Linked DNA regions of Mus musculus: all the other regions are linked to region 1. The links are chromatin contacts, called in public HiChIP or PLAC-seq and promoter capture Hi-C maps. All regions are on one chromosome and are shown on one strand. The core of a region is the stretch at or near the end of the contact, and the rest is flanking DNA. Distances in the headings are between cores, read along the strand shown. Region 1 holds the start of Btc (betacellulin, epidermal growth factor family member). Region 2 holds the start of Rassf6 (Ras association (RalGDS/AF-6) domain family member 6). Region 3 holds the start of Uso1 (USO1 vesicle docking factor). Region 4 holds the start of G3bp2 (GTPase activating protein (SH3 domain) binding protein 2). Region 5 holds the start of Cdkl2 (cyclin-dependent kinase-like 2 (CDC2-related kinase)). Region 6 holds the start of Ppbp (pro-platelet basic protein). Region 7 holds the start of Rchy1 (ring finger and CHY zinc finger domain containing 1).

Region 1 (3,923 bases), core at 710-3,209:
TTAAAGCTTGGATTTCAGATTTAAATCCCTCCATAAGAAATTAGAGTTCTGGGGAGTATGGGTGGCAGAGGAGGATGGGGAGAACTAAGGAAGGGAAGGAAGGAGAGGGGAGAAGGAAAAGAGTGGAAAAGAGGAAGGGAGATTCTCTTGACCTTGAAGAGACTAGCTCTCTGTTGCCAGAAAATCTAGAGGACATATTCTTGGGAGCATTTCATTTTATTTCTGGCAGTAAATAAAGCTCCCAGGGAAAGATACTACTTTATCTGGCCTAGTTAGTATATTAAATTACACTATTTCATCCTCTAGTGGCCTGAAAAAGTTAATTTACCATGTGAACGTCAGGAATGCTAAATACGTATATCATGTCCCGGCCTCTTATAATTTCTCAATAAGCAAACAGTGTGTGTGCTTTCTTTCCTTTTTTTTTTTTATTAGTATTTGCAGAGAGCAGGATAGGAGAGGAGGCTGCCACTGTCTGTTGGTGATAAGAAGGCAGATGTTAAGTATGGTGTCATCTCAGAGAGGAGCCTTGGTGTAGGAGCCCTCCTACACTAGCAGATGCCAGGAAGATAAAAGGACAGAGACATACGGAGGGAGTGCCACCATTCTAAAGCCCTGATGGCTTCCTGTACTCCATCACCTCTGTGGTGCATGGCCCTCTATCTCTCAGTTCTTCCCTGCTCCGGACCCCACCCAATCATCTGAGACGGTTCCCTCTTCCAGGGCTCTAAGGGGTTAACTAGAATGGATGGATTTAAAACTTCATTCTTCTAGATACATCAGTTGCCTACGGCACTAACATAACTAGGATCGGTTTAGAAATAAAATATCACTTGCTTAATTTATATAATGGGGTTCAAAAGGAGGGTCAAATGCTTGACTTATCTTTCATATGTAAAAAAAAATGTTTATTGTACTTTCCAGTGTCAGAAATGCAACTTCTGAAGGTGGATGCATTGTATGCATTGCTTTTACAAGATCAGTAAATCAGTTCATAAGACCCAAACCCCTTGGTCAGTTCAGATGCAAATATACTTGTGCTATACGGTAAAACTGGAACCCTTTTATAGGCTGTTCAGTGTGTCTTTGGGTTCCAGAGACGGCTCAATGCATAAAAAGTTCCCATTACTAGGCATGATGAAATAGAGATAAGGTTTGGCAAAGCACAAGCATACAACACACACACACACACACACACACACACACACACACACACACACACACAAACACACACACACACGAAAAAGAAACAGAAAGATCCTACTAGAATTAAGAGGTAAACAAATGAAAAAATAATGGATAAATAAAATAGAAATGAAGTTCTTTTATTTATCTATTTACTCAGATGATTTGTTACTAAGTTTCTGAGCTAATATTGTGCTATGTGGGCCAGGCTGACCCTTCAAACTTGCTCTCCTCCTGATTAGAGGCATGTGCCACCACATCCAGCTGATACATGAAATTTCAAAAGGACGTTTTGGCAAGCTAAAATGCCCGGCTAATTAATAACTGACTAGAAGGCACTGAAAACTGAAGTATTAACTTTAAGAATTCTATAGACAACAATGACTCTTGAGAAATCGCCTGTCTGCGTCAACTGTCAAATGCTTGAGGTTTTTTGTGGTTTTTTGTTGTTGTTGTTGTTGTTGTTGTTGTTTGTCTGTTTGTTTTTTCTTTTCAGTGAACTTCGCTCTAGTCTCAGAATTCGCTCCTTAGGCCAGAAGGAGACTTCTAGACTTTCCCCCAGAGGGCTTCATGAGTTGAGGCCACATGACCAGGTCCTCTTCTGCCTCTCTTCTGGGCCCCATTTACCTTGTTTTGTCCCACAGGGGGAAAGAAATGAACCGTCAGGTGAGACCCAGCAGGGGGAGTGGGAGAGCTGGCCCCGTGGCCCTCTGAGCGTGTCCTTGGGTGTGAGTATGGGTGTGGGGCAGCTGGGTGGGAGCAGCGTGCAGGCTACCAGCACCAAGTGGTGTGCCTCTCCGGGGGTGTGTGCAGAAGGCTCCAGGATAAATAGGAGGCTCCCAGTTCTGGGTGACACTGGAGCCCGCTGGCTGCCCGCCCCGGGTGTTTCCCTGCTCTGTAGGCAGGCTGCCTGCTGCTTAGTTTCGCTTCCTCCTGGCTCAGGGATTAGTTTTCAAGCACCCTCTCGGTGCCAGGGCCCAGGAAGGGCATAGAGAAGGAACCTGAGGACTCATCCAGGGGCTGCCCTGCCCCTCACAGCACAGTTGATGGACCCAACAGCCCCGGGTAGCAGTGTCAGCTCCCTGCCGCTGCTCCTGGTCCTTGCCCTGGGTAAGTGTTCATTCTGAGAGCTACAGATCAGGAGGAAAGTCATGGGGGCTGGAGTCCTGTGAACCTTGCTGAAAGAGTGAGCTGGTGAAGTTAAGATCCCGCCTCTGGCTTGCACCTGTTGGAGTCTTCCCTGGGTATACTCGAGGCCCAGGGCGGCAGGGATCCTGCTGCCTGCTGCTGGGCTGTGCTCAGGTGGCACCTTGAAGTGCCAGGAGCAGAGCTCGCGGAAGGTGCTGGCAGGGACCCGGGAGGTGCTTAGCAGGTGCCTGAGATGGGAGGAGACTCTCAAAGGAAGAAGCAAGGGAGTCTGCACCGAGAAGGATACCTGCAGAAGGCAGAGGCGGGCATTCCTAACATGCATGGACTGGAGAGCAACGTGCTTGTGTGTGTGTGAGTGTGTGTGTGTGTGTGTGTGTGTGTGTGTGTGTGTGTGTGTGTGTGTGTGTGTGATGAATCCTCCTAAGCTACTGGTAGTCTCAAAAGCAGTCCCGTCTTCTCTCCTCTCTCTCTCTCTCTCTCTCTCTCTCTCTCTCTCTCTCTCTCTCTCTCTCTCTCTCTCTCTGTCTCGTTCCTGGAAAACACACACAAACACACACACACACACACACACACACACCTTCTCTCTCCCTTTTCTTTCTTCCATTCGTGTGGCAGGAGCTGCGAGGGAGAAGTCCTCTCTTGAGAGCTTTCTGTGACTGTTTTTCGTTCAGGACGAGAAAGCAAAGAGAAATGAAAAAATACCAAACGGCCTCACTTGGGACCTTTTGCTTCCTACTTTGAAAAGTCAGGAGAGGAAATACATCTCTTTATTTGGAAAATTAGGGCCTGTTGGTTGAGAACTCCTGGATGTCCGCAGAAGCAAGAGAGGAGAGGCGGCTCCCTGGAAGCCAGAGCTGTGGAAGCAGAGTGCAGCTTCAGGTGGCATCCTGCCCTCTGCCTCTGAGTAGCAGACGAGAGGACAGCCTGGTGGGAGAGCCCAGCCATCTCCAGACCTCTGCTTCGAGGTCCTTGGGGGTTCTGGAAGGGAAGGGTGCTTTCTAGCCTTATGTGGAATCTAAGAGCATTGAGACATTGTAAGGAGAGGGACCTCTTATGTGTCACCGTGCTATATTATATACCTTCTCTCAAGCCTGGAGAGGGCTAACAACTGTAAAAAGGGACAAGATTGTTTATCAAGGTGTAAAAACAGATAATATAAGTGAAATTTTTGTTTGGCTGTGTCTCCAGAACTAGAGAGGCAGATAAAATGCTTGTCAACCTGGTGGCAGAAGGACTGCATGTAAGGTCCAGGTTAGAGAGGAAGGACTGGCTTAGCCTACAGTGGAGGCATGTCACCTTAACCCACTGTAGAGTGATGTGAACCAAGAGGACATGAGATGGAGGTGTAGAGGAAGTGCTGAGACTATTGTCAGTATCACTTAAACACAGCTGGCACTCACATCCTCTACCTTGTCTGGATTGCCCCCCAGCCAAGATCTTCTTCATCTTGGTATAGTGAACTATATGCTAATGTATACAGGAAGCAGGCAGAAGAGTGGTCCTGAGATTCTTAGGTGTGGTTCTTGCTTTATGTTGAGTTGGGAATGCCAAAGTGACAGGGAAAAGCTCAGACAAGCAGAGAAGGGAGA
Region 2 (3,923 bases), core at 570-3,069, 760 kb after region 1:
ACCCTAGGATTATGAAATCAATAAATTATTCTTTGGATTAGAAAACTTTTAGAATCTAGAGGCATGGCTAAGGACTTAGCACCTGCTGCTCTTGCAGAGAACCCAGGTTCGGTTCCCAGCACCCACATGGTGACTCGCTACTGTCTGTGACTCCATTGCTGGGGGATCCAATACCCTCTTCTAGCCCCAGCAGGCACAGAAAGCAGATGGTGTCCACACACACAGGCAAAACACCCATGCTCATAAGATAAAAGTAAAATAAATTTTAATATAATTTAAAGTATATACCCTTTTTCATCCTGTTACTTCACTTTGAAGGTTGTAAGGTCGTAACCACAGTTCAGAGCAATTACATGTAAAAATTCGCTGTAGTGTTGTTTAGAAATAAAACTCCCTCTCAATAAGGAACTGCTTAAATAAATAATGCTCTATGCATATGGCATATTACAGTGCCGCTAGTTAAAATACATTGTAAGAAAAAAATTAACCCACCCTGACATATGGTAAATTGTTCACAATATCTTTTATGAGATAAAGATAAGTTATAGAAGAGCAAACTATGCAGCCACCTTCAGATATGTTCCCAGAGTAAATATGTCAGCCATGACAGTCAGCCCGCTGCTTACAATAATTTTATTCCAGAGATAGATTTGTAAATATTTTTGTTTCATTTCTGTGTTTTTGAAATTTTTCACATTGTGCATGCTATATGGCTTTACAGTCTACAGAAAAACTATACATCTACACGAGGATAAAGTATTTAAAGGGAAGGCTGCAGATAAAGGCAGAAACCCAGTGTTGCCCAGACACTGAAAACAAACAGGAGATCCGTTTGAGCACGGGCGACTGGGTGCAGCCAGGATCTGAGCAAGACATTGTAGAAGCAGAGCTGTAAACACTGCAGGTCCTGTTCTTTATCATCCAAAGGTCAGTCCACGCCAGCAACCACACACCAGTATACTGTGAGCCAACGTGGCCAAGCTAGTACAAGTGATGGCCGATACCTCTTTTGACCAATGCCTGTTAAATCTCAAAGCCCCTCACCTTTTTCAATGGCCACAGGCTAACTCGACTGTCTGACCCTTTCTGCGTGAGTTTAGAATCCTATGGAAGGCACCGTATAGACACATCAAACAAGCACTGGGGCTCTAGCGTCATTGTCAGACCTTCAGTTCAGTCAGCATTCCACCTCAGAGAACACAAGTCAAGCCTGCCTCACCTTCTCTTAAAATAATAATACGGCTACCCAAGACCCAATTTAAGTCAGGTGGTCAGGCCAGGCACATGAGCCCTGATGTTGCAAGCTGCCTGGAAGGTTCTGGCACACCCTAAGGGTGTGAGGAAAAAAAAAAAAAGTCTTGGGTGCAAAGGTGCTGGCAGAAAGCCAAGACTAAGGAAAAGAAAATTAAGAAATCACAAGCTGAAAGACAACTTAACTTTTCAAAGACAAAACGCAGAGTCCTAGCTGGAGCCGTTTATCTGCAGCACAGTTGGCTAGCAAAGATCCTGCAGCCTGTCACTGACAAAGGTCCCCACCATCAGTCCACTACTGCAGAGAGCAGGGTACCTGCTGGCCGCAAGGACAGAGTAAACACTCCCAACATGCACTGAGGCACTGGGCGTGGCTCAGGTTGCTCACACCCCCTGCGATGGGCAACCTTGTAATAATTAACTGCCGCTGGGGCTGCGAAACTCTGCCTGGAGCAGCACTGTGGGGCCAGCCATGTGTCCTCCACCCTGACTGCCTGCCTCGGCTCGGAGCAGGTGAGTGATCAGGTGAGTGACAAGGACGCCTTGTCACCCGCAGGCAGCTCCGCCTTCCCACTACTGTAAGGGACAGCTCGCCACCTCAGGCTCCGCGCTGCTTGGTCACAAGAGTCTCCTTTGCCCGGCACAAAAGCAGGTGAACTTGGAGGTTGAAGCGAAGAGCCCCGCTCAGTCCACACACAGGCACACCAGGTAGGGGTGCGGGGAGCATTTGAGAGCGGTCTAGAGAAACTGAAATCCATAGTCAGGAAGCGTAAACCCGTGCGTGCATCAGCGCAACCTGAGCCCTAGTGTGAGTTGGCCTTAAATCAGAATTTTTTTTTCAGAATACTCTCCTGGAGAAGGTAAGCGCGTGAGGGGGTTAGGACACAGTAGTGGGGAGGGGCGTTTGGAGCAGCAAGACCACCCTGCCTTCCCCTTTCCCAAAGAGCCAGCTCGTTGACTTTTACCTTAGCTGCTTCTTGTGTTTCAAGTTTGTCATACATGACTACATCGTAAAGGAAAGACCCTTTAACTTGAGGGGTCAGTTAAATGTTCCTTTCTTCAAGGTAAATCAGCTTCACTGAGAAGGGATTGAGATATAATGAAGACCTCACCAAACAATGTTAGGATGACCGTAATCACAAGGGCATCTGTGAGTTAGCATCCAGATTCTGAAGCTGGAGAGTCATAGGATCAAGCCTTGTGTCTGCTACTTACTAGTTTGTCACTTTGAACGTTACTTCCCATATCTAAGCCTCATAAGTCTGGCATCTATAAAACAAACATGATACCATGTGTCTCAGGGCACTTTAGTGGGGATTAAACAGGTGGCAGTTCTTCCACAAACGGCATCGCATCGTATGTCACCGCCCACAAATCTACAGATCTGTAAAATGGGTGTGACGGGGAGGACAAACTGACCTGAGCTGGACAGACAACACCAGACCCTGAGGATGCTGGAAGAGGAACAGTGCTTGTGAGACTGACCTGGTGACCATGGGCGAGCAGCAGCAGCTCTGTAGTGGTAAAACTGCCTGGCTTCTCCTCACTTCCAAGTGTTTAGCCTACCTGAAGGCCAGTTTAAACTTAAATGTTATCCACTTTTATTTTGTGAAAGTGGTGTTTATTTCTGAGGAAATAAAAAGCATCTGTAGTGAGAAAATTACTATCTATTTTATGCTGTAAAGCCCTGGCCTTTATGCTTCACATGAAAGACTGCATTTGAATGACTTTCATCAAATTAGACTATCTGGGCTAAGCCCTTCTGTTGTAACACATATTGAATGGTTTACAGTCAAATGATGGTGACTTTCTTTATATGCTAACAGTCTGGTGCTCATGCTTTGTCGGGCTCTAACTCTTCAGCTTAAATGACAAGGAAGTGGCTTTTTATTATACGGTGTTGTGTAAAGGACACTTTTGTGACTCTTGCTATGAGTTTTATGAATGTTGCTAAATGGTTTACAATGCAAATCATCATTGTCTTAAATGTTCATTTTTCCACTATAGAATTTGAATTTCCTAATCCACATCTAATGAGATACTGACTGAAGAATTTTGGGTAGATTTCTAATGCCAAGTCAACTGACATTTGTTGTGCTATTGGCTTATAGGATCTAGCAATAACAGTGCAGTTTGGCTTATAAAATAATCTCATTTATTTAGACTACCTCAGAGTAATAACTAAACATTTTTCATCTATTATACTGAATATAAACTGTTGAATACAATTTAAAGTATTTGATTTTATATTCCCTAGTGATATATCAATATAAAAAACAGTGCCCCAAGTAAGATAAATCTGTTTGACTATATTTAATATTTTAATATTGAGATGAATCTCCTTAACCTCATAAAAAACTATCTTCCTAGTTAGCTTATATGCTATACGTATATGTTTATCTGTTGTTCCTAAAATATATAACCCTATATTGCAAATTATAGAATGTTCTAATCAACAACACAGAAAAATAACGAGGGTTGTATGAAATAATAAACTTTTCTAATTATATTTAAAATAGTGCAGATAACATAGCATTAAATGTTGTACACTTAATGTTGACTCCTATTTTAGTTTCCTGAAATGAGTAGCTTATAATTATAATTAAACTAGATGTTTTATGCTAAATCTCCAGTTACTTGTATAAATTCAGGGATTCTGGGGCTTCAGAAAC
Region 3 (3,923 bases), core at 403-2,902, 730 kb before region 1:
CAGGAGCCAGCACTTTTTACTTAGAAAGCATTAGCCTTCCCAGATCTGTCCAAGTCAACCAAGCCTGGAAGCCTGGATTCAAATCAAGGTCTCATTTCAAAGCCAGCTCTTAATTTGTGTGTCTCTGACAGACAAACATCAGACAAAACACAGAAAGGTTAAAGAGATGGGCTGTGACTGTGGTGAGCTAAAGTCCCTGGCTTTCCAATAACAGCAGCCTTGTTGCCATGTGGGGAGGAACAAGGGAAGCCAGGTATTGGGGGAAGAGGAGATCTGATTTTCAAAAACAACACATGTGACAGCCTTCAGCTCCGTTGTAACCTGGTGGGAAGTCTGGCTCAGTGGCAGAATGCTTGCCCTCCATGTAATCAGGCCCTGGATTCAGTCCTAGGCCTCCTCCATCTCCCTCAGTACTAACTACATGCGTAAACTACACTAACTACATTAGTACACTACATTCGTTAGTTAACGTAATCCTAACTTAATTAATGTGGGTAATCTTATTTCCAAAAGGGCCAGCTAACAACTGAAACCCGGGATCAGCAATCAAGTCTAAGCTTAGCAGAAAGCTTAGTTTCTTAGTTTCCCCCGTAGTAAATTCTAGCTCCAAGATTCTGGTCAAGTTACTTTAATTCTCTCTTCATTAGTAAAGACTCCATCCTATCTTGCAGGTCCTATTTTATGACCCTTCTGAATCCACAAAACAGAGCTATGACAACTACCCAAAGTTTGTCTTTAAAATGTCACACGCGGTTTTTTTTTTTTTCTGTATATCTAAATTCATTTTTCTCAGGTAAGCCATCCACAGCAGTTTCCAATTGGCTCTGCAAACTTCCCAGGAAGTGTATCCTAAACATAAAATCAAATGCCGGTTTTCCATGTCTTAATAATTAAAAAAGAAAAACATTAACAAATCATGTCACCAATAGAGCAGAAGAGTCCCTAGAGTGGTTAGCGCGCAGATCACTACAGCGTGCAAGAGGAGTAAGTATTGCCCCATGACACATTTGGGTGAACCTGAAAAGTAGGGTCTGAACCACCAACCCTAGGCAAACGCCCATTCTTACAGCTGATGGGGCAGGAACAGGTGGCATTGTGCCCCAAGAATATCGTTTTATTCTTAGCCACAAGCCTTCGCCAACAGCTGGGTCTTAACTTCCTTCCAGCCCCGTAGAGCCGGGTTTCAGCCGGCACCGAGGCTGGCCGGCCGACAGGTTAAAGGGAAGGAGGGAGGGGCCGCGCGGTCCGTCGCCGTGCCGGGTCCCCGAAGCCCTCCTGTCACCACGGCCCGGGCTGCACCGCCGCGTGGGGAGCTCGCGCGTCCGAGCAGGGGGAAGGAAAGAAGGCAGGCGACGGGAGCGGCGTAGACGCCCCGATCTCACCCACCCAGCCCGGCCCCAGCCCGGCCCGGCGACGCTGCGCTCACCGTCTCGGCTTCAGTGTGCTGGGGTCCGGCACTCTGACCCCCCATCACCCCACGGAGGAAATTCATCTTGTCGCTCAGCCGCCGGCTTCACCAGCCCCTCTGCCAAAGAAAACACGACCGCCCCCCGCCCCCCGTAGGGCCTAGCCCCCGAGCCGGCTCTCCGCACTCCCCGGCCTCCGCCACCGCCGCCTCCTACTCAGCAGCCTCTCCGGCCCCCCGAGCCCGGAAACAGCCGCGGACACCAGCCGCGGTGCGCATGCGCGGGGACGTGGCGTTACGTGGCGGCTCGAAGGGCGAAGGCAAAAGGGGAGAGGAGGGAGCCCCGGGCCGCAGGCCACGCCCACCTGCCCGGCCCCACAGGCCACGCCTACCAGCAGGCCTCCCACCACTTGGGCACGCCCCCTCCTCCTCCTTGCGCTGCTTGCTGCTGCTGGCCGCGGTCACCCACGTGGTCGCAGCCCTGCCCAGTCGGCTCCCGAGGCTCTGATTAGACTAGGAGCATCGGCTGGTAGGTGTTTTGTCGCCGAGAGCGGGACGGACTGCAAGCTGTCAAACCTGAGGGTTTATTTTTGTTGAGTCGAAAGTGAAATTTTCCTTTGGCCGGCGTGACAGGTAAGGGGGAGAAGGGTGTCCTGTCCCCTGGAAGATTCGTATGGTTCTTTCGGTTAAGCGGTACGAGCGAGGTGGCCTTTTGATCCTCGCAAATTGCATTTCTACCCAGGGCTTTGTTTGGTGGTAAAGGGGGTGCTAGAGACCCCTCATTCCACTACCACTCGAGGGCGCGTTTCTAAGTTCTTGCTCCTCAGCCCCGCTAAAAAGAATTCCTTGATCTAAACACCAGGTTCTCCGCTCATTTTCAAGTGTGAGAAGTAACCCCCTTCGTTTATCTCTAATAAGAGGTTGGAAATAAATTGTTCCATTGTGTCATTTTGGTAGCATAATGCCCCCCTTTTTAAAATTAATTCTTAATTTCTACGTTTTCAATGGTTTTAGCAAGCAGAATGTCATATTTCCAAATCGCTATACTTGTTCTTTCCAAATGAGGCTGCCAGGTACACATGGTTTTGCAAATTTCTTGACTCTGAAAGGGAGTCTAGTAAACCAACTGACTCATGCCTCTCTTGGTTTCAATTCCCCATAGGTCTCAGATGTGACGATTAAGACCTATGTCTCCCCCAGACTCCCTCTAAAAAGAAATCAGTATGCTTCCACGGTGTGCCCTAGCGTGCTCAGTAGTACCTCTACCCAAATAATCCCCTAGTCTGTAAGGAGGAATCCGAAGACTCCGGCTTTCCTCCTTCACCTGTCCAATGTTGAGTGTATGGTGTGCAGGAATATTTCTCAGATTCTTCCACACTGAGATTACAGCAGTAGGCTCCTAACTAGTTTGTCTACATCCAGCCCTGGCTTCCCACAGTACACCCTTGGGTGAGCCCAAGAGGAAGTATGTCAGTCCTCTTGTTAGAATCCTCCAGTGGTTCCCCGGTTTATATAATGACATCCAAACTCCTTAGTTTGGCAGACACACCTGTTAGGGTTGAAGCGCCAGTGTCCCTCAAATACTCAACATGTTTCTCTTGCTTTAGTATGCCCTTTCCCTCTTTGTGGGGCAGATTCCTGCTAGTTCCTTAAGCCTCCACTTCAGCGTCTCAGGAGAGAGTACCTTGAAATCAAGATGCAGATTCTTTGCGCTGTCACTTTGCCGCCGACACTGAATTCAAACTTGATAAGCCAAATCTGATGACCCGGCCATTTGTAAATCAGTTGCTAGTGTATTTACTAATCATGGAGTGATTTTGATGGATAGGTGAATAAATTGTTGAATGAACATGTGACTAGTATGCTAAGAGAGACGATCTGTTCTGCCCGTGAATGACAGAACACACACCATGCAGGCCGTAGTGATAGATAGTCCCAAGGTCGTAAGCCTGGACACAGAGCATGGTGGGATACTATTGCCAGGAATACTGTGTGCCACTATTGTCCTCTGCTTGACATTTTGCTTTAGACATTTTCCGTGGAGGCATTTTGTTGCATCCTAAAAAATGTAACCATTAAATTGTCACCAGTGACCAAGGAAAGCCTGCTAAGACCCTCACCTAGCATTCTCACCTTGCCCTGAGCCTGACCTCTCCTCTTCCCCAAGTCTCACTGTCCTACCTTAAGGGATGAGGCTCTGGTACGATCTGAGGGGGCTTGGAGACATCTCTGTTGTTTGGTAATGGAACACAGGACCTTGACATTGTTACAAAATTGTTTTAAGGGACAAACCTCGTTGAAATACCTTGTTTTAAACTTTGTTGGACACAGTAGTCATGACTTACGAGGAGGTGTCCATCATTTGACCTGTTTTATTCCCTAACATTGGGTCCTGGGCAGGAAGGACAGGACTGTGGGCAGGAAGGACTGAGAGATGGAAAGAAGGAAGGGCAGAGGGAAGGACTAAGGGACGGCCAGTTGAGTGCAGAAATGATGAGGGTGACCCACCACATTCCCT
Region 4 (3,923 bases), core at 751-3,250, 680 kb before region 1:
GCTTTTGTTAGTCCTGGGGCTAAGCTTAGAATTATTCTTATGCTTTGAAGGATTATAAAAGGAGGAGATTGAAGAAGATACTTGCTGTTCCTTCAGTGACATTTGCTGCCCTCTGTCTTAGGGGTGGTAGAATGGTTTCCCAGAGCAGCTCTATGATCCCTTGGTACTTGTGGGATGTGCCTGTTCTCAGCCCTCAGCACACATCTGCAGAATCACAAACGCTGAGGGGAGTTTTAACAAACCCCGATCTGATCCCATGCACAGCAAGGCCTGGAGACACACCTTATCTCAGGTTACAGGATGAAGAATACTTACAAAAACACTGCATGGAGCCCAGCATGGTATCACACATGACCCGTCTGGTCTACAGAGTGACTTCCAAGATAGCCAGAGCCACACTGAGAAACTTGGTCTTGAAATATCCAAAACAAACCAGAAGCATTCGATGTGATTGGAAACAGTTGAAATTTTAGCAGTCAATAGTAGCAGCATTCTGTCGTTTACAATTAGGGGTGTGGGGTATGGATGCAGAGTGCTTGTGTTAACATGAGTAGTCCTTGTTTGTTTGAGTATTATCGAGAGAGTCTCCTTATGTACCCCTGGCTGACTTAGAATCTGCTTCGTAGACCAGGTCAGCCTAGACCTTGTGATCTTCCTGCCTCTGCTTCCCAGGTGCTGGGATTAGAGGTATGTAGCCCCGAGCCTGGCTGAGATGAGTAATACGAGCGTGTCCTTAGGGTAAACCGTCTCGTAAGTCTCACTTTCCTCATCTGTAAAGTGTGCATTCAAATAGGTAATTACGTAAGTGGGTTTTTGTGAGACATAAGTGACTTTTATAAAATACCAGTAGCGTATCTGGTCTATAAACACTGTACTTAAAAGGTAATCTGCAGAAGTAATGCATTAAGAAAAACCATCTCAGAGTCATTTAATAAATGATGGTCTGCCTATATATTTTGCATATAAAAATTATTAAGCAATCCAAAATAATGCCAGTGTAGATTTTGGAGGCTCAAGTACCAATCAGCATTGCCTTTTGTGAACCTTTTTTTTTTCTTCTTCTAGGAAATCTCTACTGTGAGGGAAAACTGAGGATGTATTTAATCCTGCATTTTGCTTGATTAAAATGTGTTCTATTCCTCTCAATTGCCCTTCCGTTCCTTTCACCGTTTCATAGCTTCATTCCCAGTTTCTTCTGCTATCTTGAAATTGAAAACATTGCTATTAGTGGCAAAGTAACATTTGGTCTACAAAGGCTTTTTTTTCCCCATGAATCAAGGTTCATGAAGCAGTGTTGTTTCCATAACTAAGTCCCAGTGGCATAGATTTATAAGTGGCTTTTTTTTTCTTTTTTAAATTTTAAGCCTTTCAGCCTTTGTTCCAGTAAGTTCCATTTAAGGATGAAGCCACCAAGGCCATACAAAAGCCCCAAGCCCATACAGCCTATGTCATACTTTCCCCATACTCCATAGCTCGGCACCCTTATTTAAAACTAGCTGTTTGACATTGATGAGAAAGACTTTTAAACCTCCATTTCCTAAAACAGGCTAATTAAGCAATACAGGTGAGCTCACTGTGCAGAGTTCAAAACTGCATTTTAATGCTCCGATAACGCAGCAACCAGGACCATTACTAAATTTGCTCCCTCTTATCACGAATAAAGGCTCCAGGAATAACCGTTTGTAAAAGCCACTGGTTAGCGGCGAGCCATCTTTTTTGTTCGCGCCACCTGAGAGGACAGGGAGGCTTCAGCATCACTGCAAGAGAAAGGCAGCTTCCTTGTGACGTCAAATCAGCGGGCTCTCGCCCCGACTTTAGGCCGGTTCCGGTTCCCTGGCTTTCCGGACGCCCGAGCGAGCGAGCGAGCGAGCGCGGCGCCGTTCTGCGCGTGCTCCGCAGTGGGACGCGAGAAGGTTGGGTCTAGCTCTCCAAACTGATGCCTGATTGGCTGGCGCTGTGCTGGGGGGTTCCCTAGCCCTTTCCGCAGGGGTAAAACAATAAGAGGGGGCGGCGGCAAAGGGGGCGGGACGTCCGTGTTCTTGGAGCTCGTTGCAGCTCTAGGCTCTCGGGAAGAGGTGGCTGTGAGGGGCCCCGAGCTCGCGGCTCTCCGGATTCCGAAGCCTCGGGTTGCTTCGAGGGAGGAGAATCTGCTGCGGCCGATCCCGCGACACTACTGACCTCCGCGCGACGTGCCCGCCGCCGCTGTTGGTTGGAGGTGTGTACGGGGGCCGAGAGGGGCGGTCGGTGTGGTGGTCGGCAGGGGACATTTCCCTCCGCTCCGCGGCTCGCGGCAACCGTCCGGTGTGTGCGCTTGGTGTCGGGGTTGGTGCGGCGGAAACATTGTTCTCGCCGGCTGCCTACGCCAGCAAGAGTGCGTGCGTGCGTGCAGAGCCGAGCCTTTCCTGCAAGGTGAGCGGAAGGCTGCGTGGGGAGGAGGATGACCTGCGCGCGTGGTGCAGAGGAGGGCACAGGTGGGGCTGGGGATTGCTAGGATGAAGCAGCCCGGGGGTACCCTGTCCGCCGCCAGCTCCCAGAGCGCGCCAACGGGCGCCAAGCCGCGAAGCGGGGCAGTGGGCTCCTGCAGAGGCGGTTTCAGGGTAGGAAGCCCACCCGCCTGGTTCCTCCGCTCGCCGGCGGCCCTAGTTCCCGGTCGTCGCCCCGCCCGTGGGGGAGGGGAAGGAGGCCGTGTCGGCGGAGGCAGAAGCAACGCAGATGCGAAAGTAGCGGCCTCCGGGCACCATTTCTGTGCCCGGAAACTGAATCCGGGGTTGAAGGTGGCCGCCGCTCCACTTGCCGGGTGCTCGGCGTTTCCCCCCGCCCTCCCCGGATTATCCCGAACGTGTTCGGATACTGGGACTGTAACGTGCGTCTCCTACGTCCTTTTTCTGCAGACAATCTCTCCTGTTACCCAGGAATAAAAAGGACGTTTCAGTGCTTTGGGAATGGGCTTTTCTCCCCCTGCTATTCTTTGGGGTAGGACAAGGGGAGAAGAACGTAAGTTTCCCTAAATGGTGTGGATTTCGTTAGTGGAGTCTGATTGAGGTTTTCCTGCGTCTCTAAGGGCAGATTTATTTAGGTACCCCTGTGGTGCTTTGGGGGGGGGGGGGGGCTGTAGGGTCGTGTTCACAATTTCTACTCCCAAGATATAACTAGTTTTAAACCAAAGCACAAAAAACATTGAGGAGATGCCTTTTGCTTCTTAAAAACAAAACACGTGCAGCAAATCTGAATCAAGGAAAATTGCCCCCTTCTCTCCGGGTGTGATTGTTGTGCAGTTGATTAGCTTAAGGTTTCTGGTTTTTAGATTCTAGACACTATACCTCGCTTGTTCCAAGTACCTAGGCAGGGGAACCATTAGCTGCAGTTTAAAAGGATGCACTAATTCTAAGTGAGGATAGTAATTTCTTGTCCCAATTCCATATTTGGCAGTTATTGTAGCCCTAGGCATGTGAACCAAACTTTGAGTAAACACTTGATTTAGCGAAATTCAGTGATCCCTTTATGGTCTTTAGGTTTGGACCCAGTGTCCCACCACTCTGGAGTTAGAGGCAGGTGGTCTTTTGAGTTCGAGGCCAGCCTGGTCTACATACTTCCACAGGACAGCCAGGGCTACTCAGTGAGATACTGACTCAAAAAAATGGGGGAGGGGGAGTTCGGTCAGTTTGGACCTTAGGACGACTGAATTATATATTGTCCCTTCGTTACCGTTTTCGGACATATGCACTATCTAATCTCAGTGTATGAAAATTGTTTTGTTCTGACAAATTGATTGTGAGAACGGCTTCAAAGTGTGTTTCCCAGTGGCTTGGTTTATTGTGATGGTTTAGGTTATTGAGAATTCAGAATCAAAATATTGGCGGGCATGGATGCACGATTTAATGTCAGCACTCAGGAGGCAGAGGCAGGCAGATCTGTAGACTACA
Region 5 (3,923 bases), core at 565-3,064, 640 kb before region 1:
CTGGCTTGGAACCTGCAGTATAGTCTAGGCTGGCCTTGAACTCAAGACATATGCTTGCTGGGGACTAAAGTTTTCACTACGTGCCAGGCTGACCAGTATGGTTTAATAGAAAAATGAAATTTACTAAAGATTTAGGCTAGGTAATGTGCATGTTTTCTCTCCTTGAATTCTTCTGGACTAATAAACCCTTACACTTAGTATTTCAGGAATTACTGATGCTGCCTCCTTCCCTACCATTTTTCTCTGCCAGTTATTTTATGGTTCAAGAAGAAAACAGCAATCCTAGTTGTTCTACATAACATCTATCTCCTTCCTCTTCAGTAATCGGATGACAGACAGAATAATCTTCCTCCCCCTTCCCTTCTTCATGGTGCCTCACAGAGGCTAGGTCTTGAGCTTGGTCAGTAGCTGAGAGAGACCTGACTTTGCGGCACTCCTGCTCCCTACCTCCGAGGGCTGAGATTAGAGGGCTGTGCCACAACCATCATGCCTTAGTGTATAAATTGTTGGATGTGGGGCCCAGGGCTTTGTGCAGTCCAAGCAAGCATGCCATCACTGAACTACCCTATTTCCCAAAGGAACTTGTACTTCTTGACTACCCTCTAGTTCCTTTACAGTTATTTCCAACTTTTAAATATTTTCTCAAGCAACACCTGTTCACCATTTTTATAGCCTTTGTCCTTTCAGTTCCCATGTATACCACTAATTTTGCTACTCAACTGTTTATTTTTTGTAAAACTGGAAAAAAGTAAAATATGAGGTTCCCACCCTAATAAACCTGTTTGTACATAAAAGTTCACATGAATGTCTAGAGAGATGGCTCAGTGGCCAAGCACACCTGTCACTCTTCCTGAGGACCCACGGCAATCAGAAACCAACTGTAACTCCAGTTCCAGGGGGTCTTGACGCCCTCTTTTACCTCTGTGGGCACCAAGCACGCTCACAGTGCACAGACATACAAGCAGGCAGAACACTCATAAATATTTTTCTATTTAAACCTCATGGGGTTTGTTACAATCTAGAGTAAAGCGATGGGAATTATCTTCAAGTTGGTCACAGCTCATTGCTACATTATAACTCACATCTTGGGTTATCCAAAAACAACCCCCCCCCAAAAAAACAAAACAAAACAAAACAAAACAAAAAAACCAAAAACCCATACCCTGTTTCCAGAGGTGGTTCTCAAAATTGTAGGTTCGGGAACTCGATTTTAAGCAGTTTGGTGAATGATGGTAACTGAGCACCGGGAGATTAATGCAGTACCGAACTAAGAAAAATTATAAAACAATTGCTCTTACACCTTACTATGCAAGAATAACCCCTGGGTGCTGGCTAGGCATATACGTGTCTGTTATCAAGGATACTTTCCTGGATCGAGCTATTAAAAAAAAAAACATATTTAGTTGAGTACAAATTGTGTGGCTATAGGTGAATACAAGTAAAACTATTTGGCCTTACAATCTCAGTCCCTTAATAAGGAGGGATAAAGCATTTCCCGGCTTCTCGTACGACGTCAGCATATGCTTGGTAATGGTCTTCCGATCTTGCCCTGTCGTGGCTAATCTAGTCTTCAAGCTGAAGGCAAGCTTTAAGCTCCAGCTTGCGCCGCTTGCAGTCAGCACCTACCTTTCTTGCTTTCTGGTCCTCTCTGGGCTCCACCCCAAATCTTTCCCTACCAGGCTGGCGTCCCAGGGTCCTTTTTCCTGTCAGGTCTGTCAACAGATCTCATCCCACCAATTTCGGCTAAATAAACTACTAGGCTCTTCCGGTCCACCGCCCGGAACCGAAAGGAAGCGAGGAATCGCGGCTGGGCGGAACCTCCCCGGGTGGGGCCCGCGCCCCGCAGCGCCCCGCCGCGCCGCGGGCGGGCAAGCTGGGAAATCTCATGGTCTCCTCAGTCCCAGCGAACCGTCACCTTGGCTCTCCTCGTGGCCACTGGGGCAACCTGCGGTCCCCTGAGAGCAGAGGTCTCCTGGCGCCGGCAGAAAGGTCCCTACAAACTTAAGACCGTAGGTGTGGGGACGAGGCCGTCAGCTGAGCGAACCTGCGAGCTCCAGGTGAAGGGGCGGGGCGGGGTGGCACAGAGCCAATCACAACGCCTGACGACAGGCCTCAGCCAATCAGGATCAGGGAGGCTCCGCCGTAGGCGGGGCGGGACCAGGCGGGTGAGAGCCGCCCCTTGCAGCTAGGGTGGCCAACGCCTTCGCCTAGGGCTACTTGGCGAGGTGCTGCTTCCCTGAGCTGAGCGACCCGAGGGCTTTCGGCCGGCGGTGCTCTGTTTTCCTCAGTTCGTTTCTCTGCAGCTGTTGTCCTTGACAGGTGCTTGTGTCTTTGCCTGTCGCAGACGCATTCTGACTCGGGCCCTTTCTCTCTCTCTGGAGACTGCCTATGGCTGGGGACCGAGTGAGGTCGTTGCCTTGACGACGGCAGCATGCGGCCCGTAGTCCTCGGAAGTGTGAGCTTGCGGAGGGCAGAAGCCAATCTGCCTCCCTGCCTGCTTCACCTAGGACCGGTAATTGCGTCCGCAGAGGAAATCCCAATACTGGGATTGCTAGTGTGCTAGCTAGTCAGCATCTTTTTAGATCTGCTAGCGAGATGCATATCACCTTAAATTTGTTTCCAAGTTGAAAACCTTTGGCTCTTTCCATGTGAAGGGTTTGGAAGAAATAGTAAGTATAATACTTTGTAAAAACCCAGTTATTTCGTTCTTTTATGTATAAGAAATTTCAGTTTGATTTTAACCAAAGAACATTGGTAGTATTTGAACAGTATGCTTGTATGGCACATATCCTAAATTATTATAGTGCCATCGCACCAGACTTCTTTTTTGTATGCCACGTGCTACCCATAGATTTAAGAGTGAGAAGGCAAGAAACTGATGGGTTATAAGTTACTGAGGAAACAAGGCATATTTTAGGCCATGATATTCTTAAGGTATTTTAGACAGTCCCACTTGAACAAGTAGGTGTGCTCTATGTAGTGTGTCTACATGGTTGGGAAAATAAATTTGGATTAGTTCACTTGTATAATACTAGGTTATAATATGTTTCAGAACCTTTTAGACATGATTAAGGTCATTTTTATTTGGTTCATTTTGCATCTTTAAATATCTAGGATGCCAATTACAATATGTTTAAAAACGATCTAGGCTATAGATTCCAGCTATTTGTATTATTTTCACTAGCCTAAAGCTTACTCCTTTACAATATATACTTAAGGGAAGGTTAAAAACTATGCCAGTTAGAATCACACTGAAGGTTTTTCCAAATGTAAATTTTTTATTATAAAAGTAATTAAAGGTAAAAAGAAGTTAAAATGTGAACTATATGGGAAGTCAGTGCCTATGACACTGTAAATAGTTTTAAGTAGAATCTAATACCCAAAGTGGTAATAAGATAGTGAAGAGTTTTGAATTTGATTTTAATTAGGATTCTTTTCATTCTCTCCATCTTCTCTTTTCTGTGTTGATCTCCATTTACACTGTGCAAATAATGGCTGCTGGATGGTGTACTTCAGTGGTAGAAAGAACACCTGCTTAGCTTATTGGAGGCCCTGGGTTAACACAGACACAGACACACACACACACACACACACACACACACACACACACTTAGGTGTCAAGTGTTGAAAATGTAATATATACTTTGGATTCTCACACACACACACACACACTTAGGTGACAAGTGTTGAAAATGTAATATATACTTTGGATTATCATAATTTTTTAGAATAAAAAGTCAATGTTTTTTGTTTGTTTGGTTGGTTGGTTTTCCCCCTTTTCTATGAATATACTAGAAGCCACTAAAACATCACCACTTTTTCTTGTCTGGGTAAGTTAGCTCTATATATCATATGCGATTAATATTAAGTGGAAAGAAGTGTTTTCCTTCCAAGAGGTTGTGATAAGGTTTTTTTGTTTTGTT
Region 6 (3,923 bases), core at 848-3,347, 630 kb after region 1:
TTAAAACATTTTTAAGTCCTTTTCTTTCTCTTATCAACTCTATTAAACAGCTAGAGACCATTCCCATTTTAGAGATGAGGAAACTAAGGCACAGAGCAGGTCAGCAGCCTAACAAAACTGAAATGGCTACTAGGCAGGGTTCCTATAGCTCGGGGGGGTATGCCTAGCATCTTTCAATTCTTGATAGTGTAGGGCATTTAAAATGGCACAACCTAGTGACTTTACCTGGCAATATTAAGAAAGAAAACAAAACAAAACAAAAATAGAGGTCTAGGAATGTGGCCCAGTGGCAGAAAACTTGCTTAGCATACATGATGCCCCAAAGTTCAGTGAGAGAGAGAGAGAGAGAGAGAGAGAGAGAGAGAGAGAGAGAGAGAGAGAATGGATATAGAAAACCTTTAATAGTACATCAGACCCATCATATTTCTTTGTTGCAGACAATAGTGGCGTTTTTAAAAACAGTTTGTGTTAAACCCTTTTTCACCTCACACTTTTGGTGCTACTGGTGTTAAACATATTCACTATAAAGTAAATGACCACTACTTGCAGAATTTACTTTCTATGATTTTATTGTGTTCAGTTTCAAGTAAACATATGTAAAATGTTGCAGAGGTTGCTTGGAAACAAGACATTCTAGGGATAAGACATTGGAAAAACATGGTCATGACCAGAGCGAAAACTGCTTGACTCCAGGCGATTTCCGTTGCAATTGACCACTACGAAATTTATCATTATATATGTATATAACAATGCTCAATGGGAAAAAAAAGCAGCCATGGATTTGAAGAGAGCAAGGATGGGTATATAGAAGGGTTCAGAGGGAGAAAAATGAAAGGGGAAGGGATGTAATTATAATCTCAAAACTAAAAGAAATAATTATTAAAAACACAGAATGAAAACTTGACATAGTACATTTGAAAAGAAAAGCTCAAATAGAGAAATGCAGGACATGTCAGAATGCTTAGCCAAGAACTGCAGAAATAGACCATAAATTGCAGGTTGCAACTTGGCTTGCCCGTCTTCATCATTGTTTGTTTGTTTGTTGTGACATTCTTTATCATGCCTTCTCAGAATACAGTGTGATTTCTGAGACAGAACGAGAGAACATCCCAATTTCAAAGTGGAAAAATAATTCTACCAAGTCCAGATTTCAAACCCTCAACCCTTCCTGAGCAGGAAAATGGTTTGGCACAGATGAAGCAGCTGGTCAGTAACCTTCCAAGATTTTCATGACGATTCTCTTGACGCCAGGGGCATTTGGGTCCAGGCACGTTTTTTGTCCATTCTTCAGTGTGGCTCTGCCAAAGAGAAAATGATGGTCTGTGTACAACAGCCTCTCTGTCAGAACAGATCCATGAGGAGGGAGGAAAGAGGAAAAGAGTGGAGAGGGTTTCTATAATGACAATAGCAGAACAAAGAATCAGGGACTTACATCACTTCCACATCAGCACAGTGAACTCCTGGCCTGTACACATTCACAAGGGAGATAGAATTGAATGGGATTCCAGAGATGGTATTCGTACATCTGCAGCGCAGTTCGATATATGGGTCCATGCCATCAGCTACAATGGAGCACAAGTCTTAATTGGTGACTATGCATTATTCTCCTCCCTTTCCTAACTTGTAAATTGAAGGCAATTGCCCCTCTTTCCCACAAACATGGTGAATAGGATCTGTAAACTTTGAATGGCAAAGCTAGCAGATTGTCTTCCATGTAACGAAGTCCTCATAAGTATGTCTTAGAATTCTTAGTCACTACATCCTCCAAACCCAGAAGCACTGATACAATCCATGCACATACCCCAAGCCCCACCATGAGCACCACAAGCCGCTTAGACACATGATGAAGGGAAGCAGCCTTCATACTCATCTTTCCCTGAATTTCTCTTACATTTTCCAGCTGTAAGGGGAGCCAGCGCAACAAGGATCAGGCCCAGCAGCAGCAAGATCTGGAGGTTATGAAGTGGGCAGGCCCTGGTGCAGGACGATGTAGGTCTGAGTCTGAAGCCCATAATGAAGAGCAGTGAGCTAGAACTGTCCCCAGAGCCAGGAGGGAACAACGTGAGGCTGAGCTGCCCAGAACACTGCTGCTATGTTGCTTTATATGCCTCCAGACCTCTTTTTATACTGCCGAAGAGGTGGGGAAGGGGAAGTGAGTGTATGTGGCTCTGTAACCATAAAAGGATGGTCAAGCTGTGTCCAACCCATATCAACCAGACAGGTTAAAAATCCTGCAGAGTTAGCTACCAGTTCTGCATCAGTTCATCCACATTCCTGCTGTTTCTCTCTGGCTCTGATTCATACAGATGCATAGCCCCCGACTTAGAGGTCAGACCTAGGTCAGATCACTGCATTCTCTGTGTGAGCAGGTAGTCACAGGCCACACCTTTTCTACAAAGTAGTTTTGGGGCTTAGTGGACTCTTGAGCATACTTTCAGTCACAAGCCTGTGGTCTTTGAGGAGGAGCTTCTCTACTCCCACCAAATGACAGAGAGAGTTCCTGTGCTGGTTCCTGCTGGGTATCAGAATTTGTAAGGTGTGTGGGGTGAAAAATATTGAGTCACTTAATATGAAGGATTCACTTTGGGTGTGAGTTTATGGGCTTCTCTCTGTCTTCTGAGTAAATTACCTTCTTTTGATTTTATCCAAATATGTAAATAAAAATTTCTTTATGTAAGAAATTACTTGTTTCTACTGTATGAGTGTACAAAAATATCAAGATCAACTTATTTGTTGTCTCTTTTATTTTTAATGAAATATTCATACACTCTAGGCATATGAAAATTAAATATGCCCCTTTCCCTTCACAGTTACTCCACACTACTGCTTTTCAATGGTAGCCATCTGTAGCTACCATTGCCAAGTAAAAGTTTGGCATTTCTATTGTAGATGCATTTATATGTATATATTTATGGAGACACACATTAACCACAGATGCACAGGAAGATCGCGCTGTACAGAAGCACGAGTCTATAGGAGTCGCTGGTTTACACATCTTCTAAAACTCAGAGGGAAATGGAAAGAATTTTTAACATTATTCACAAGCTTCCCATTTCTGGCCACCACAAACAACTCTCCCCATTCTTGACAGTATTTATGGGCTTCACTGTACATTTTTCTCCATGTTTAACGCCACTTAAACTTTTTTTCCGTGTTCAATTGTTAAGGTTACTCTAGTTCTTTGAGAGGAACTGTATAAAGTATCTTAGGTGCAAGGAACACTCAGTGTACAACAAGCTGGCTTCAAACTCACAGTGTTTCTCAACCTGTGGGTTTTGACCTTTTGAGGGTCAAACAACCCATTCACAGAGTCACATATCAGATATCCTGCATAATAATATATAATTACATTGTAATCATAAAAGTGGCAAAATTGCAGTTATGAAGTTGCAATGAAAATAATTTTATGATTAGGGGTCACCACTACACGAGGAACTGAGTTAAAGGGTCACAGCATTAGAAAGGCTGAGAACCACTGCTCTATAGCCTAGGATAGCTTTGAATATAGGCTCCTCCTCTCCCCCCCCTCCAGTTTCCCAAGTGCTAAGACTGCAGGCATGCCCCATGATGACCTGCTTTAAGTCAATCAATAAATGCATCTTGTCACAAAGAAGACATTGTCAGCAAGGTTCAGAAGGAGGTATCAACAAATTAATTGTCATGTAAAATTTACAGGCTTTATTAGTCAGCCTTTAGATAAAACAACTATTTGGTAGTTTCTGTTTACTCAAAAAATATTAAATAACAAATATGCTCCAGACTTTATAAAATTCTTATGTGACTTATTCATTTAACTTTTTCTTTCTCAAGAAATAACTAAATATTTGCCCAAGGCATTGGAATTTAATAATACTCTATATTCACTAGTGGTACTACTACTACTGTTCATTACTATGACTACCATTTGTATAAACTCCTTCTGT
Region 7 (3,923 bases), core at 823-3,322, 560 kb before region 1:
TGGCTAATACCCACTTTCTTTTGATGTTTTCATCTGTGGGGAATCTACAAAACAGTAAGAATATATTTTAAAGCTATATATGTGTGTGTATGTGTATATATATATATATATATATACATACATATATTAGGCTTTGTGATAACTACCTTTACCTGCTAAGACATTCTGTTGGCCTCATAGCTCAGTTTTAATATCTAGATTTTTCTGCCAATCATTCTTCATACATATGGCTTTTATTTAAATTTTTTTTTAATTATATGTAAGTACACTGTAGCTGTCTTCAGACACTCCAGAAGAGGGAGTCAGATCTCGTTACGGATGGTTGTGAACCACCATGTGGTTGCTGGGATTTGAACTCCGGACCTTTGGAAGAGCAGTCGGGTGCTCTTACCCACTGAGCCATCTCACCAGCCCTTAAATTTTTATAGTAGCATATGAATGTTTCAGTGGACATTTAGCCTGTAGCAAGATTTGCAATTAAAGGTTTTTCTTTCTCTACAGCGGTTGAAGAATACCTTTGGCCTTTCCCTTTCTGAGGTGATACCTAGAATTTGTCTTCAATGAATAGGAGGGCCTCTTATACTTCCTCCTTTCTGTCAAACCTGAAAATAACTTGTATAGCAACTCATACATAGCAGGTCTATAAATGCCTTATGAACTCATGCGGAGAACAGCTGGCACGTCTACGGTTCTGGAGCTACAATTACTTTGACATATACAGGAGGCAATAATCAGACTTCTCAACATTTCTAAGCTAGTTCAATATTGTTTTGGGACATGGTAGCACATAGGTTCTTTTTATTTCCCTGCCTAGTAAAGTAACTAGATCTTTCCCTAGTAATAACAGTGCTTCACAAAAGCTGCGAACATCCTAAGTATGCTTATTAAATCCTATTAGACCCTTCCTAGGGTGTCACAGGAATGGCTAAACACTAAATTAGAATCCTCAAACTCACACAGCTAAATAATCCTTGATCTGAACATGTAGTTTACAGTGAACCACTCCACCTCATCTATTTCTAAAAAGAAGGTATGGGTATTTGAACAGAGCCCTCAGTTAGATGATGATCGACATATGAACAGTAGAGACCGTAACACAGTTAGAATGCAAACATTAGCAAAGACGAGCCTGACAATTTGTGCGTGGGGGTATTTTATTTTTGGTGGGGGTGCTATCTGGTCTTTCATTCCTTGGCACTTGAAACTTGCACATTATAAAGGGACCATTGTCAGTTCAAATTTAACAAGGTTATTTTAAAAAGACTGGGAACAAAAGCTTGTAACTGCAGACTCTGGTAGAATCATTTTTAGTAAAAAGTTAAAAGTATCTGGCTTGAGTACAGCAAAGTCTTACACATGAAATGTCAGTCCTTTTAACTTGGAATTTGGTAAACAGCGAGAGGCACATCCAATGGCCGAGCAACCTTTCACCATGTTTTTAGCAACTCCTAACACAACTGGAAGAGAATTAAAACGAGTTAGTAACTCCAGGGCTAAGCTAAAGGCATCTCCTCCCGGACAATTGCCTCCCTTCTCCCAGATCCCAACACCTGAAGTTTTGCTGATAAAATGCTCTAAGTCTTGGTATTTTGTAAGAGTGGACATAAAGTTATGCACCTTGAGGTCTGAGATTCAAACTCTGCAGGCTTCTTTATTTCTCTCATGTTCTTACGGGCCAGATTTTTCTCTCCCACAGGTCTGGTACACACTAACTCCTGCTGGCGTACTGTTTGCCATTCAACTTTCAGCTCGAGCGTCTCCTTCCCCAGGGACACCACACAGGACTGTCCTTCCAGTGTGGAAGTTGTGACCTCATCTAATGCCGTGGCGTTCTCCCCCTCCCCATTTGTGAGTTCCACGGGGGCGTGGCGTGGCTACTTGTTTTTCACTTTGCGTTCTTAAGTCCTGGGTGGGTGACAGCACAATATTTTCTAAAGGGGGCGCAGGGAAAAAAGGAGACCGGGACAGCCGCCGGCACTCGGACCTGCGCGCGCAGCCGCCGAGCCCCGCCCCCTTTCGGAGCAGCCGCGGGAGGGGCCGCTCCTCACCGGCGCCGGCGGCTCGCAGCAGCGCCCGCCAGACGACGCAGCGGTCCCCTTCGCCCGCAATCAGGGCTGGCAGCGATGCCGGGGCGGGGAAAAAGAGCCAACCTAAGACTTACTACCATTAGCAGTGACGACAGCGACTAACGTGGACGACGGACTAAGCGTCTCACTTGGCTTCCACCCCTTACACCAGGGACCGGAAATCCGGATGCTGCAGATCACGTGATTGGACCCCCCCTTCCTGACTCTGGTGGCCGCTGCTCCGAGGAGGAGCGGGTGTCCGACCGACTCTGCTTCCTTAAGGCGTGGCTTCCAAGCTGGGGGAAAGGTTCAGTGGCTGGTGAGGGGGAGGTGGTGGAGGAGGAGGAGGAGGAGATGGCGGCGACGGCGCGGGAAGATGGCGTCCGCAACCTGGCGCAGGGGCCGCGGGGCTGCGAGCACTATGACAGAGCTTGTCTCCTCAAGGTGACGACTTTAGAGGGTACCTCCTCGATGAGCTGCGGTCGGGTCTGGCAAGGGCAGGTTGGGCAGAAGCTTCAGACCGAGCTGCTTGTCAGGATACCTGCCATCTGGAGTTGGGCTCTCCTTGCAGGAAACGTTTTGGCAAGGCGAGCAGGAGCTCTGTACTCGATCGCCGCTGCAAGCCAAGTTCTTGTTTGTAAAGACTTGGCCCTTGCTTAAATTCACCTCCCTTGTGGGTTTATCCGTCATTTGCGGTTGACAGTAGAATGAGGAAGTGAAAGGGCCTTGGCATTTCTGTCAAGTGCGTATGATGCAGTGATGAAAGCATAAGCAAGGGAAGAATCAGAATATAATTTCTGTACGTGTAGGAAGTTTATAGTATGGCTTGTCAGCTTCATTTTTTTGTCTAGGAATATGCCCAGACCTGTCCAGGAGAAAATGTCTGTGTGAAGTGAGAGTTGGGTGATTGCCATTAAGTTGGATATTGGAGGAGTGCCTAATACATATATGCTGTCATTTTTCCTGCTTGAGACGTTCTAGTCATCTAGAGTTTTTAAAAATGACTCTCACACAGTTAAGACTTACCTGATTTTTTTTTTTAAGAAGCAGTTTTAATATTTTGTTGAGAAAGCCTGAGATTTGAGCTGGGGTTATAACTCAGCCTTAGAATTGAGTTTATAATGCTGAAGGCCTTGGCTTCAGTCTTCAGAAGTCGCCTCCCACTGAGAAGAAACTTTGACTCTTGGAATCCTATAGCTTTCCCTTCATAGTTTAGATTGTCCTTAACTTGCTGTGTAATTTGGAGCAAGCTACTTTTTAAAGAGCTTGCATATAAAATATACAAGTTTGGAAGCTGGTCTTAGTGGTAAAGGCCTGTAGCTCCAGGAGATGCATACTTCCAGCTATTTGTGAAGCAGAGGCAGAAGGAATACCAGCCAGGAGATGCTAATGCAAATAAGAAAAAAAAAAAAAGGAGGTGGGGCTGGGGGTATATATAGGTCATTGCTAGAGTACTGGCCTCACCAGAGAGTCTCTAGGTTCAGCCTTCTCTGCCAACAGGGAAAGTCCCTCTTTTATAAACCATGTGATGATTGCATGCTAGAGTGCACATGTGGTGTTTTAAGAGGTGTGTCCCCAGAAATGACTAGGAGTATATATTAACTAGCACCCACAGTGGTCATCAACTCCTCCTTCGCCACCTTCACAATCAGCTCTGCTGGTCACTGACCTTATAAGTTAGGACTAAGTGATAGGCTTAGATCTGTAAGGCAACTTAAACCCTTTTCTGTAGGCCATGCCTGGTGAGCATTCATTGCATTGGATGAATTTTTTCAGACTGGTCAATTATCTAATGTTGTATAAAGAATTAAATATTCTTTTGGTTACATTTCTACTGAAATATTTTTACAGTTTCAA

Evidence for each region. Promoter capture Hi-C pulls out the DNA fragments that hold promoters and counts their contacts. HiChIP or PLAC-seq counts read pairs in DNA pulled down with a chosen protein or histone mark.
Region 2: a contact with region 1 is called in a promoter capture Hi-C map of liver, with 3 times the contacts expected there. The contact joins the promoter of Rassf6 here to the promoter of Btc in region 1. A contact is called at or near these places in 3 of 39 promoter capture datasets (hippocampal neurons and liver) and 1 of 9 other capture datasets (adipose tissue).
Region 3: a FOXA1 HiChIP or PLAC-seq map of pancreatic cancer cells shows a contact between it and region 1. The contact joins the promoter of Uso1 here to the promoter of Btc in region 1. A contact is called at or near these places in 4 of 39 promoter capture datasets (cranial neural crest, hippocampal neurons and liver), 2 of 115 datasets of contacts at active chromatin or transcription factors (the NIH/3T3 cell line and pancreatic cancer cells) and 1 of 9 other capture datasets (embryonic stem cells).
Region 4: a FOXA1 HiChIP or PLAC-seq map of pancreatic cancer cells shows a contact between it and region 1. The contact joins the promoter of G3bp2 here to the promoter of Btc in region 1. A contact is called at or near these places in 3 of 39 promoter capture datasets (cranial neural crest, hippocampal neurons and liver) and 1 of 115 datasets of contacts at active chromatin or transcription factors (pancreatic cancer cells).
Region 5: a FOXA1 HiChIP or PLAC-seq map of pancreatic cancer cells shows a contact between it and region 1. The contact joins the promoter of Cdkl2 here to the promoter of Btc in region 1. A contact is called at or near these places in 8 of 39 promoter capture datasets (the 3T3-L1 cell line, cranial neural crest, frontonasal cranial neural crest and 3 more), 1 of 115 datasets of contacts at active chromatin or transcription factors (pancreatic cancer cells) and 2 of 9 other capture datasets (adipose tissue and liver).
Region 6: a FOXA1 HiChIP or PLAC-seq map of pancreatic cancer cells shows a contact between it and region 1. The contact joins the promoter of Ppbp here to the promoter of Btc in region 1. A contact is called at or near these places in 2 of 39 promoter capture datasets (hippocampal neurons and liver) and 1 of 115 datasets of contacts at active chromatin or transcription factors (pancreatic cancer cells).
Region 7: a contact with region 1 is called in a promoter capture Hi-C map of hippocampal neurons, with 7 times the contacts expected there. The contact joins the promoter of Rchy1 here to the promoter of Btc in region 1. A contact is called at or near these places in 9 of 39 promoter capture datasets (the 3T3-L1 cell line, cranial neural crest, embryonic stem cells and 5 more) and 7 of 115 datasets of contacts at active chromatin or transcription factors (acute myeloid leukemia, astrocytes, embryonic stem cells and 4 more).

Annotation. Positions count from the first base shown.
Region 1 is chr5:91,401,030-91,404,952 of GRCm38.p6, reverse strand. It overlaps Btc (betacellulin, epidermal growth factor family member), which reads left to right and starts at 1,959. Exons shown (of 6, transcript NM_007568.5): 1 at 1,959-2,295. The coding sequence starts at 2,232.
Region 2 is chr5:90,638,423-90,642,345 of GRCm38.p6, reverse strand. Rassf6 (Ras association (RalGDS/AF-6) domain family member 6) reads left to right here and starts at 1,819. Exons shown (of 11, transcript NM_028478.3): 1 at 1,819-1,959.
Region 3 is chr5:92,135,667-92,139,589 of GRCm38.p6, reverse strand. Uso1 (USO1 vesicle docking factor) reads right to left here and starts at 1,652. Exons shown (of 24, transcript NM_019490.1): 1 at 1,427-1,652. The coding sequence starts at 1,492. It also overlaps a transcript of G3bp2 not described here.
Region 4 is chr5:92,081,821-92,085,743 of GRCm38.p6, reverse strand. It overlaps G3bp2 (GTPase activating protein (SH3 domain) binding protein 2), which reads left to right and starts at 2,000. Exons shown (of 11, transcript NM_001080795.2): 1 at 2,000-2,215. Gm46933 reads right to left here. Exons shown (of 2, transcript XM_017321256.1): 2 at 1,579-2,872. The coding sequence ends at 2,171.
Region 5 is chr5:92,040,933-92,044,855 of GRCm38.p6, reverse strand. It overlaps Cdkl2 (cyclin-dependent kinase-like 2 (CDC2-related kinase)), which reads left to right and starts at 1,814. Exons shown (of 14, transcript NM_016912.2): 1 at 1,814-2,057.
Region 6 is chr5:90,766,692-90,770,614 of GRCm38.p6, reverse strand. Ppbp (pro-platelet basic protein) reads right to left here and starts at 2,097. Exons shown (of 3, transcript NM_023785.3): 1 at 1,892-2,097; 2 at 1,433-1,562; 3 at 552-1,298. The coding sequence starts at 2,012. The coding sequence ends at 1,208.
Region 7 is chr5:91,961,217-91,965,139 of GRCm38.p6, reverse strand. Rchy1 (ring finger and CHY zinc finger domain containing 1) reads left to right here and starts at 2,072. Exons shown (of 9, transcript NM_026557.4): 1 at 2,072-2,510. The coding sequence starts at 2,421. It also overlaps the pseudogene Thap6.